Linked DNA regions of Danio rerio: all the other regions are linked to region 3. The links are chromatin contacts, called in public HiCAR-type maps. All regions are on one chromosome and are shown on one strand. Each heading gives the region's core, a stretch centred on a gene start, on an enhancer-like site or on the middle of the called end of the contact. The rest is flanking DNA. Distances are from core to core; before and after follow the strand shown.

What was found. HiCAR-type assays count read pairs that join an accessible place to other places.
Region 1: a HiCAR-type map of caudal fin shows a contact between it and region 3, with 4 times the contacts expected there. The contact joins the promoter of cited4a here to the promoter of ctps1a in region 3. A contact is called at or near these places in 2 of 18 Hi-C or Micro-C datasets (caudal fin and hematopoietic stem cells) and 3 of 4 datasets of contacts at active chromatin or transcription factors (caudal fin, embryo and gastrula embryo).
Region 2: a contact with region 3 is called in a HiCAR-type map of caudal fin, with 10 times the contacts expected there. The contact joins the enhancer-like site here to the promoter of ctps1a in region 3. A contact is called at or near these places in 8 of 18 Hi-C or Micro-C datasets (caudal fin, embryo, hematopoietic stem cells and 1 more) and 3 of 4 datasets of contacts at active chromatin or transcription factors (caudal fin, embryo and gastrula embryo).

What each region holds. Positions count from the first base shown.
Region 1 is chr19:17,012,878-17,015,577 of GRCz12tu, forward strand. It overlaps cited4a (Cbp/p300-interacting transactivator, with Glu/Asp-rich carboxy-terminal domain, 4a), which reads right to left and starts at 1,385. Exons shown (of 2, transcript NM_001044982.2): 1 at 1,265-1,385.
Region 2 is chr19:16,963,982-16,966,711 of GRCz12tu, forward strand. No RefSeq gene overlaps it. Among named protein-coding and RNA genes, the nearest start is that of cited4a, 49 kb to the right of the region's middle. Within about 2 kb of position 1,255, at least 49 of the 62 cell types and tissues checked have an H3K27ac peak or open chromatin away from gene starts, as enhancers often do. A contact at or near this core is called in caudal fin, where this site is marked.
Region 3 is chr19:17,173,916-17,176,801 of GRCz12tu, forward strand. It overlaps ctps1a (CTP synthase 1a), which reads left to right and starts at 1,458. Exons shown (of 19, transcript NM_199211.2): 1 at 1,458-1,645.

The sequences.
Region 1 (2,700 bases), core at 135-2,634, 160 kb before region 3:
TATTAAAATAAATGTTGAATAAGAACATGTTTACATTGGATTTTTTTTTTTTTTTTTTTGCAGCGTTCCATATGTTTTGACCCTAAAAGCACCCTATGACCCACTGTGGTTGCAAGCTTAAACAAAGACTTGAGCCCTTTGCACAAGAAATATTGCAGTAGGGAGCATCAAGGAGTCGCCGAGAGGATCAAAACAATAACAGGCAGGGAGGTGGACAAAGTGTTGAGCAAACAAAGCCAGATGCATGTGAGCAATAGATAATGGCAAAATGAATGACTGGCTAATCTACTCACATGATGAGGCAGTGTTTAAAGTTTTGAAAATGTATTTTATATTAAGGATACATTAGAAGGTGCAATGCAATAACAACAAAGTGTTCAGATGTAGGCATACTGTACATCAGATGATTTCTAGCAAAGGTAAATATAAAGCCATAACACTGTTTTCTTTCCCAAAATCATACAGCTGATGACATGGAACAGAATTTTCCTGTTTTTGTTAGTTTTCTAAAAGAACAGTCCCTTTTCATAGCTTTGTCTAGAGATGTTTGTCTTTTATTTCTTAAATCAATAATGCATCATAGCATATGCCTAAGAATGACACGTTTTGTTTTATTTATTTATTTATTTTTTTTTTGGAAGTGCAGAGTTATGTCTGCCTATGTGATCAATAGGGATAGAAATGGGAGATAAAGGATACTGTCGTCTGGGGTCTAGCCTCACCTCTGTCTACATAAAACAAAGAATTTCTCGTCTTCTATGTAAGAAGATAAAATCAGTATTTAAATGAAACATGGGCTGCAGACTTTAACAATCGTTGTCTGAACACAGTAAAACTTTCATTAACATGTCAACTAAATTTACTGTTTATTTAGAGAAAAGTTGAAGCAATTTCTTTGATATGTGTTAATGTTCACTTGAAACTAATGCGTAACAATACTGCAAATATTAAATTTTATATTATACACTGACAATAAAGTATCAATCAATTGCTCAATTCTTACTTATATATTGTCATGTAGATTATACTAAGAATTGTTTTCTGTTAAGAACAAAAGTAATAATAGAGAACATATTTAACATATTCCTAAAGAGTTTTAATATCACTTAAAAGCCAAAAAGCTAAGCCTCTCCAGCCATATGTCCAGGAATACAGCTATTTAAATGTAGTTAAGACGTGCTGATTACATAAACTACATTGACAAAAGAACAAAAGGTCCAAGTTTTTAAGTTACTACAGTGACCACAAAATATAACACACATACCGTCAAATAATCCTGTCCTCGTAAAGATGCTGTTTCGTGCAGTCAGTCTCTTTAAAGCAGCGCAGGTATCTCCAGTGACTGTACTCTGGTCTGAACAAGCGGCTGCCGCTGAGCGCTTTCTGGGTCAATACAGGGATTACACACACACACACATACATAAAGACAAGCAGCGAGAGGGGCGGAGCGACGTCAACTCCGCCTCTCCTAAGCTCTCATTGGTTATCCCTGTCATCACAGACGTCACTAGCCAATTACTCACATGGCCTTCGGTTTTATGGGCACTGGCAAAGAAACTCTTCAGCAATCACACCAACTAAAACAAAACTGAAGAGTGCTGCTTGTTGTTTAAAATGACCTCGCAAAAGCTAATTTAACAAAATAGACAGGTTTTGTTGTACATTTGGAATGAAGTAGCCTATTATGAATTATTTATCAGTTCACAAACTCCACGTGCTCTTAGCCTATAATTATTTATTAAAATAACTTCCTTTCCCTCTTAAATCTTATCTCTGCTCTGCTGACTTTAAATGGCGTGATGGTGGGTTCAACCTTCCACTCACTTCAGCAAAAGATGATCCTATTTAATCGATTCCCCATAAACAAAATGTTTCCTTTATTATTTTTTCTTGTTCAAAAAACTGTTTCATGTTGAAATATATTGATTTACTAACATGAACAAAAATAGTAAGATTTGCTAACAGGTGAATGATAAGTTAAACAAGTTTGTTCATGTTAACTCACTGTGCATTAGTTAATTTTGAACTCATTTATTTATTCATTCATTTTCTTTTCAGCTTAGTCCCTTTATTAATCTGGGGTTGCCACAGGGAAATGAACTGCCAATTTATCTAGCACATGTTTTACGCAGCGGATGCCCTTCCAGCAACAACCCATCACCGGAAAACTTATTTTGAACTATGATTAAAAAATACCTTACATTCACACTTAGTTAATGTTAGTAAATGCATTAACATTAAGTAATGGACCATTATTCTAAAGTGGTACCTGTAATTATTTTCCTCACAGTTTCAATTTTGTATAATTTTATGTCTTAGCAAACATCAGTTAGGGGAAAAAAGACTATTGCAACTTCCATTTCAGGCCATTTTAAAAGGCTTTACCAAGAGGATGTGCACAATTATCAATATTCCCAACTCGTTTCAGACAGGTACTTTTAGGTTGACCTCTTTTAGTTTGGTGCTCTTATCTAATGCACATCAACAGAAAATGGACAGAAAGCAGGTCATAATCTTGTCTCTTATGTAAATGGCATATTTACCATTTTAAAGAAAAAGACTGTGAAAAAACAGGAAAAAAAAAAAAAAAAAAACTTCCGATGGCATTAAATGTGCAAATGGATACAACAGACTGCCAGAACAAAATGAATGCCCACACATTTCTTTACACTGTAAGCTGTGCAATACCAGTCTGCATTT
Region 2 (2,730 bases), core at 5-2,504, 210 kb before region 3:
AATCATTCAAACGCTAGCTCTGAAGTGACGTTGGTGAAGTAGCAATGGTTTCTGAAGTTCTGACGTTAGCTGCAGATGTAAATGAATGGCAGAAAGTAAGTAGTTCCTCATACAAATGAATTTTTAGAGTTCCATGTTTGATTTTCCTTTTTATATACATGATTATGCCATTTATCTGTTGTATAACAGCAATATCACACTCATAGAAGTGTGATATGGCTGTATATCATCACTGGTGGGGCACTAAGGCATTGCTGATATACAGCCATATCGCAAAATATTGCATAATCTGCCAATCGGGTAAGCAAAATAATCTCATCACAAAATAATCTTATCACAAATGCTTACCCCATTGGCAGATTATTTAGCTTGATTTGAGGAAAAACTCACTTCATTTTGGCATATTATTTCTTAAATCAAGACAATATGTTTTGCTTGTCTAGAAAATGCTTCTTGGTTTAAGAATTTGTATATATTTGGACTAGAAACAAGACAAAAAATCTAAGTAAGAAAAGCATTTTTTTACGAGTATACGAGTGTGATATTGCTCATTTGATGTATGTCAAATGAAAAGCATCCACAATTCTGGCTGTGTCTGGCAACTTAAAAAAATAAATAAATACTGGGAAAGGTTTAATACATCTATTAAAAAAAAAAAAAATATATATATATATATATATATATATATATATATATATATATATATATATATATATATATATATATATATATATATATATATATATATATATTTACACAATATAAATTTACACATTTAGTAATACTATGGTAAATTAATATTTTAATTAACATAGTCACAGTGCACACTTGTGTTATGGTGTTACCATATAGCATAAATATACCATGGTCCCACCAACATATCTTCTGAAGGCTTAGAAATGAGAGTGGTAATCAAAAAAATAAATAAATAAATTAAATAACTCAGTTATTTTATGTCACTTATTTTATTTTCTGTTCTTTTTGTAGAAATAGAAAATCTTTGGAGTAACAGCAATACCAGTATATTGTGTGTGTGTGTGTGTGTGTATTTGTGGACTTGTAATGGGAAAATGTGCTTCTACTGTGGAGGCGTATTTACAGTAGTGTTTATGTAGGGGTGTATATGTATATACTTGAGCCTCATGAGTAACGCAGCTGTATTCTCTGAGCACGCACACATTTGCATGGCTGAGTCAGCATGCTTGCTTGCATCATAAATTCCCCGCTCTGTCATTGGCCGCCGATATGACTCACAGCTTGGCTGCGTGGGAGGCACACAATACCTGCGGACTTCAACACACTTGAATGTGTGTGAGAGAGTGTGGAGTTACCTCTGGGGGTTTGTGCGCTGGTTCGCTTTCCCAGACAGTGAGTGGGTGATGGCCTTTGGGAAAAGATGGGAGCTGTACCTCAGAAGCAAAGGGTGCAGGGAATGAGTCACACTGGCACTTCAGGACTCCCCCACGATTCCTTAGTCGTCCATTACACTCCATTCAACACTCAGTTGGATTAACTGTGTTAATAGCATGGTCTTCTCACACTGTGTTATGCAATGATGAACTAATTTAAATTGTTTAATTTAGGATCAGGGATGACTCTATGGTTTTCATGGTTTTATTTCTTTATTGCAGTATTTCACTGTTACATGCACTGGTGTGACATTAAGGACTGAATAAAAAATACATATATATATATATATATATATATATATATATATATATATATATATATATATATATATATATATATATATATATATATATATATATATATATACAAGAGTGACACATTCCTTTAAGCCCCTATTATTGGTTTTTAAAAATGACCATCCATGTATTTTGTAACAGCACAAATTAAATGAAAACATCCAGGTTTATATCTGAAAAGCTATTGATTCTTTAACGAAATAGTCGACTCAGAGTTAAATAAATGAATCCTGTTGGCTTCAGATTTTTTACTTGATGCATCAACGTCGATATGGTACATCACAAAATATGAAGTGCCGGATCCGGTAAAATGTCAACGCACCTTTACCTTCAGACACTAGGAGAGCATGGTGGATCACAGGACTTATCATGACTAGAAGATGATGATCTCTGACAGATGGAGATTCGGCTGCGCAGAATAAAGTGTTAGACTTAATTTTCACAACAATACCACAGTGTAGCCAACCTAGTGCTATGTTTGTTCCTGTGAATTTTATGATTTTTGAAACAATAACCTATGTTCCAATGAGGGACTTATCGGCCATTTGCTATACAAGGAAGGGACAGCAGAAACTTTTATGTATGGGACTTTGTCAGACTTTGACAGGCTATTTCTCAGTAACTGTTACATGGACCAGTTTCTTCTTCCTCCTGATCATAACACAGGGTATATGCAGGAATCCTAAAGGAAATTTCAATACCTAAGACTTTTGAAAGACTATCTTAGAATATTTTAAGACTCATTGCCACTTCAAGTTCTAATCACTATCAAACCTGTAACTTAATTAACAGCTGCTAATAAACAAATGAATGCAGCACAACCGTGCAACAAAACTTAGATACGCTCAGAAGATTTAAACCTTAAAAGAATAAACTACTTGGTTGTTTTCAGTGACAGGATTCAGCCACTGTTACCATACCAGGAGTATGCAAACTTGCATTATCCCAATTTGCTGTCTGCTTTGCTCTATGGCAGGGCTATTCAATTAGTTTGTCTTAGGGGCCAGTTCTTGAAAAGCATTCC
Region 3 (2,886 bases), core at 208-2,707:
GAGCCAACAATGTTAACCAATGAATGAGCCACCGTGCTGCTTCATTAATTAACTATTGTGCTTTAAAACCAGGCCGTTCAGTTTTAATGTCCAACTCCTGTAGATGTGTACTTTTATTTTATATATTTATATATTGTAATAATAATAGGTTATTCACAGAATGTTCTGCTGCTGTTCATCTGTTAGACAAATCAGTTTTTTTAGATCAATCTCAGCCTTACACATGCAAAAACATGTGTGGTCATGCTTAGTCATTTTGTTGTATAATTGAGTTTAATAAGAGTGAGCTTAAGAGTTCAATAATTTTCTAATAAATATCCACTGTTTCTCTACATTAACATTGATTCATTGTCATTTCCACCACCACCCTGTAATTTCCATTACGACACACATTTAAAAATTTTTTTTTAATTAATTAAAAAGTTCTGATCACACATTAAAAGCATATTTACAATGTTTGAGTTCATGCTCTATTTAATATACAAATTCAGTTTATTTATTTTCTAAAAAAGCTCTTAACCAAATTAAAAATTTAGAGTGTGACAGGTGAACAATTCGGCATTTGGTCCTAACGGACTAATTTATTTCATTAACAAATTTAGAATTATTGTATACATTGTGGCAAGATTGGTTAAACTAGATTTTTTAAAAAAATGATCTTGGACAATGTTTGACTGCCATAATTTATTTCAATTTGAAATAAGCTGTATATTGAGATGTGGAGGAAATGACATATCTTCACAATGGGAAAAAAAAAAGTTAAATATGAACAATTTCTCTTCTTATAAGTTTGTCCTCTTACAGATCTTAAAACTAGACAAATTGTAAAAACTTATGAGGCTATGCTTTTTTTACTCAACTTCACAAGGTTAAAAGTGCCCATAGTTAAAGAATTGCCCAAAAATGTAATTAAACTATTAAAAAGTTATATATTATTTTAGTTGCAAATTCATTTTGAGAAACAAATAATGTAAAACGTTTTACAAGATGCTTTATATGTATTTTTTCTTGTTTTGCATCAAGAAAAAATATAGAAAAGGAGATTGAGTGATGTAAGAAAAAATACAGCAAAATAAATCAATTAATACTCAATTAAAGTACAAACTTTTGGGCCATGGCTAGAATTGCTTAGGGCCCCCAAATCACTAAATCTGCTCGTCAGTTATTTTATTTTAAAGGCAGTGATTGATAAGAACTTATAAATCACTAAACAGAAAAGTGATCAATAAGTGAGAAAAAAATGCAACTTTTAGAATAAAATATCAAACGGCATTTATAGATTTTTGCATCTAAACTTAATATGCTTATCTCCAAGTAATTGTTTGGTTATACCATTTTAGTATGTCTGCTATTCATTGTGTAATATTTTAATGCATGGCCTAGCTAGACTTCCGTACGCAAGAACAGTAGCCCAACGAAATGTCGTTTTCTATTTTCAAAACGCGCATCCGGCTTGCCGTATTTGTTCCGCTACACCGGGTCTAGCGGCACGTGTTGTGGAACAGCAAGCAAGAGAAGCGCGAACACGTTTATTGTAACTTTACACCCACAGTTCTTGTGTTGTGGACATCGGCGTATACCTGTCGCTTCAAGCCAGTCAAATATATTTCAGTAAACATCCAAAAACATATCTTCAAAGCGTAAGGTAAGTAGCTCGTTTCTTAGCGTTGTTGTTGAAATCGTGTTCGTAGCGCATACCTACAGAGACAACACAGCACTTGTATACAGACTGTGTAATTAAATGTAAAAAGAGTTGTAGCCCTTATAACTCTTAAATGTTTAACAAACTCCCGTTCTTTTGTTATCACATGGTACAAGTTCGATAGCATGAATTATAACGTTAACGTTATATGAACACATTACTCGTATATAGCCTAGCAGTGATGCATTTCAACTTTATTTACAATAGTATTTAGTTACTACCACATGTTTTAAGATGAATGAGTTTTTGTGTTAGATTGGTGTAAAAGCTGCCAATAAATAATAAAATAAATAATAAATCCATAACAAAAAAAAATGAAAGAAACAATTCAGCTTAAACAATTTAAACTTATCGACGTTAGATTTTGTCAGGGATCCACATTTTCTCATTGTCTACAACCTCATCAGTTGACTGTAAATGTGTTTTGCAATGTTCCATGCTAAGAAACTCTGTAAGATTTGTGTATCTGGAATGAACTATTCATCTCTGACTCTACGATGTTTGATGCTTAATAAAACCTAAAACGTAACTTAGTCTTGTCACTGTTATTGCTGAACAAAGAAGTCTAGTTGAATGATTTCTCAGATCTGCTTGTTTCTTCAGATATTGCTGTTTCATCAGTTACTTTAAAGTGTTTGCTTATTAGATGGAGTTTGGCCATGTACAATTGGACTTGGTTATAGATTTTAGTTAAAAGATTGTCAAAATTGCTTTTAAGAAGAAACCAAATAAATCAGTGCTACACCCTCCAAAGATTGAGGTTTTCTGTTAATTTAGGCAATCAACCCCAGTTGACTTTTTTATAAATCGTTAGAACAATAAGAAGGATTAAAAAAAATAGGTACCAATGTAATCAAGTAATACCTATGTCTCTTAGTTATGCTTTGTGGTCTTACACAAGAAACTGAACCAACCTTTACCAGTCGATGTTCATCTGTCTGTCTGTTTCTGTCTGTTTGCTGAAACCAATAGACCCTTTAGGTTTTCACATTTTTGAGTTTCTCAGCAGCAGAAGTCGTTATAGTTGGGTAAAACTTAGAGTGCAGTGAATTGAAAAGTACAACAAACATTTTTTTTACAATCCTATTTGCTAAAATAAAGGAAGAAAAGCTCATGATGGTGTTGTTATGCCTTTCAGAAAAGAGCAAAAAATGTGAGGTATTTATAATTTATAATAAAATATA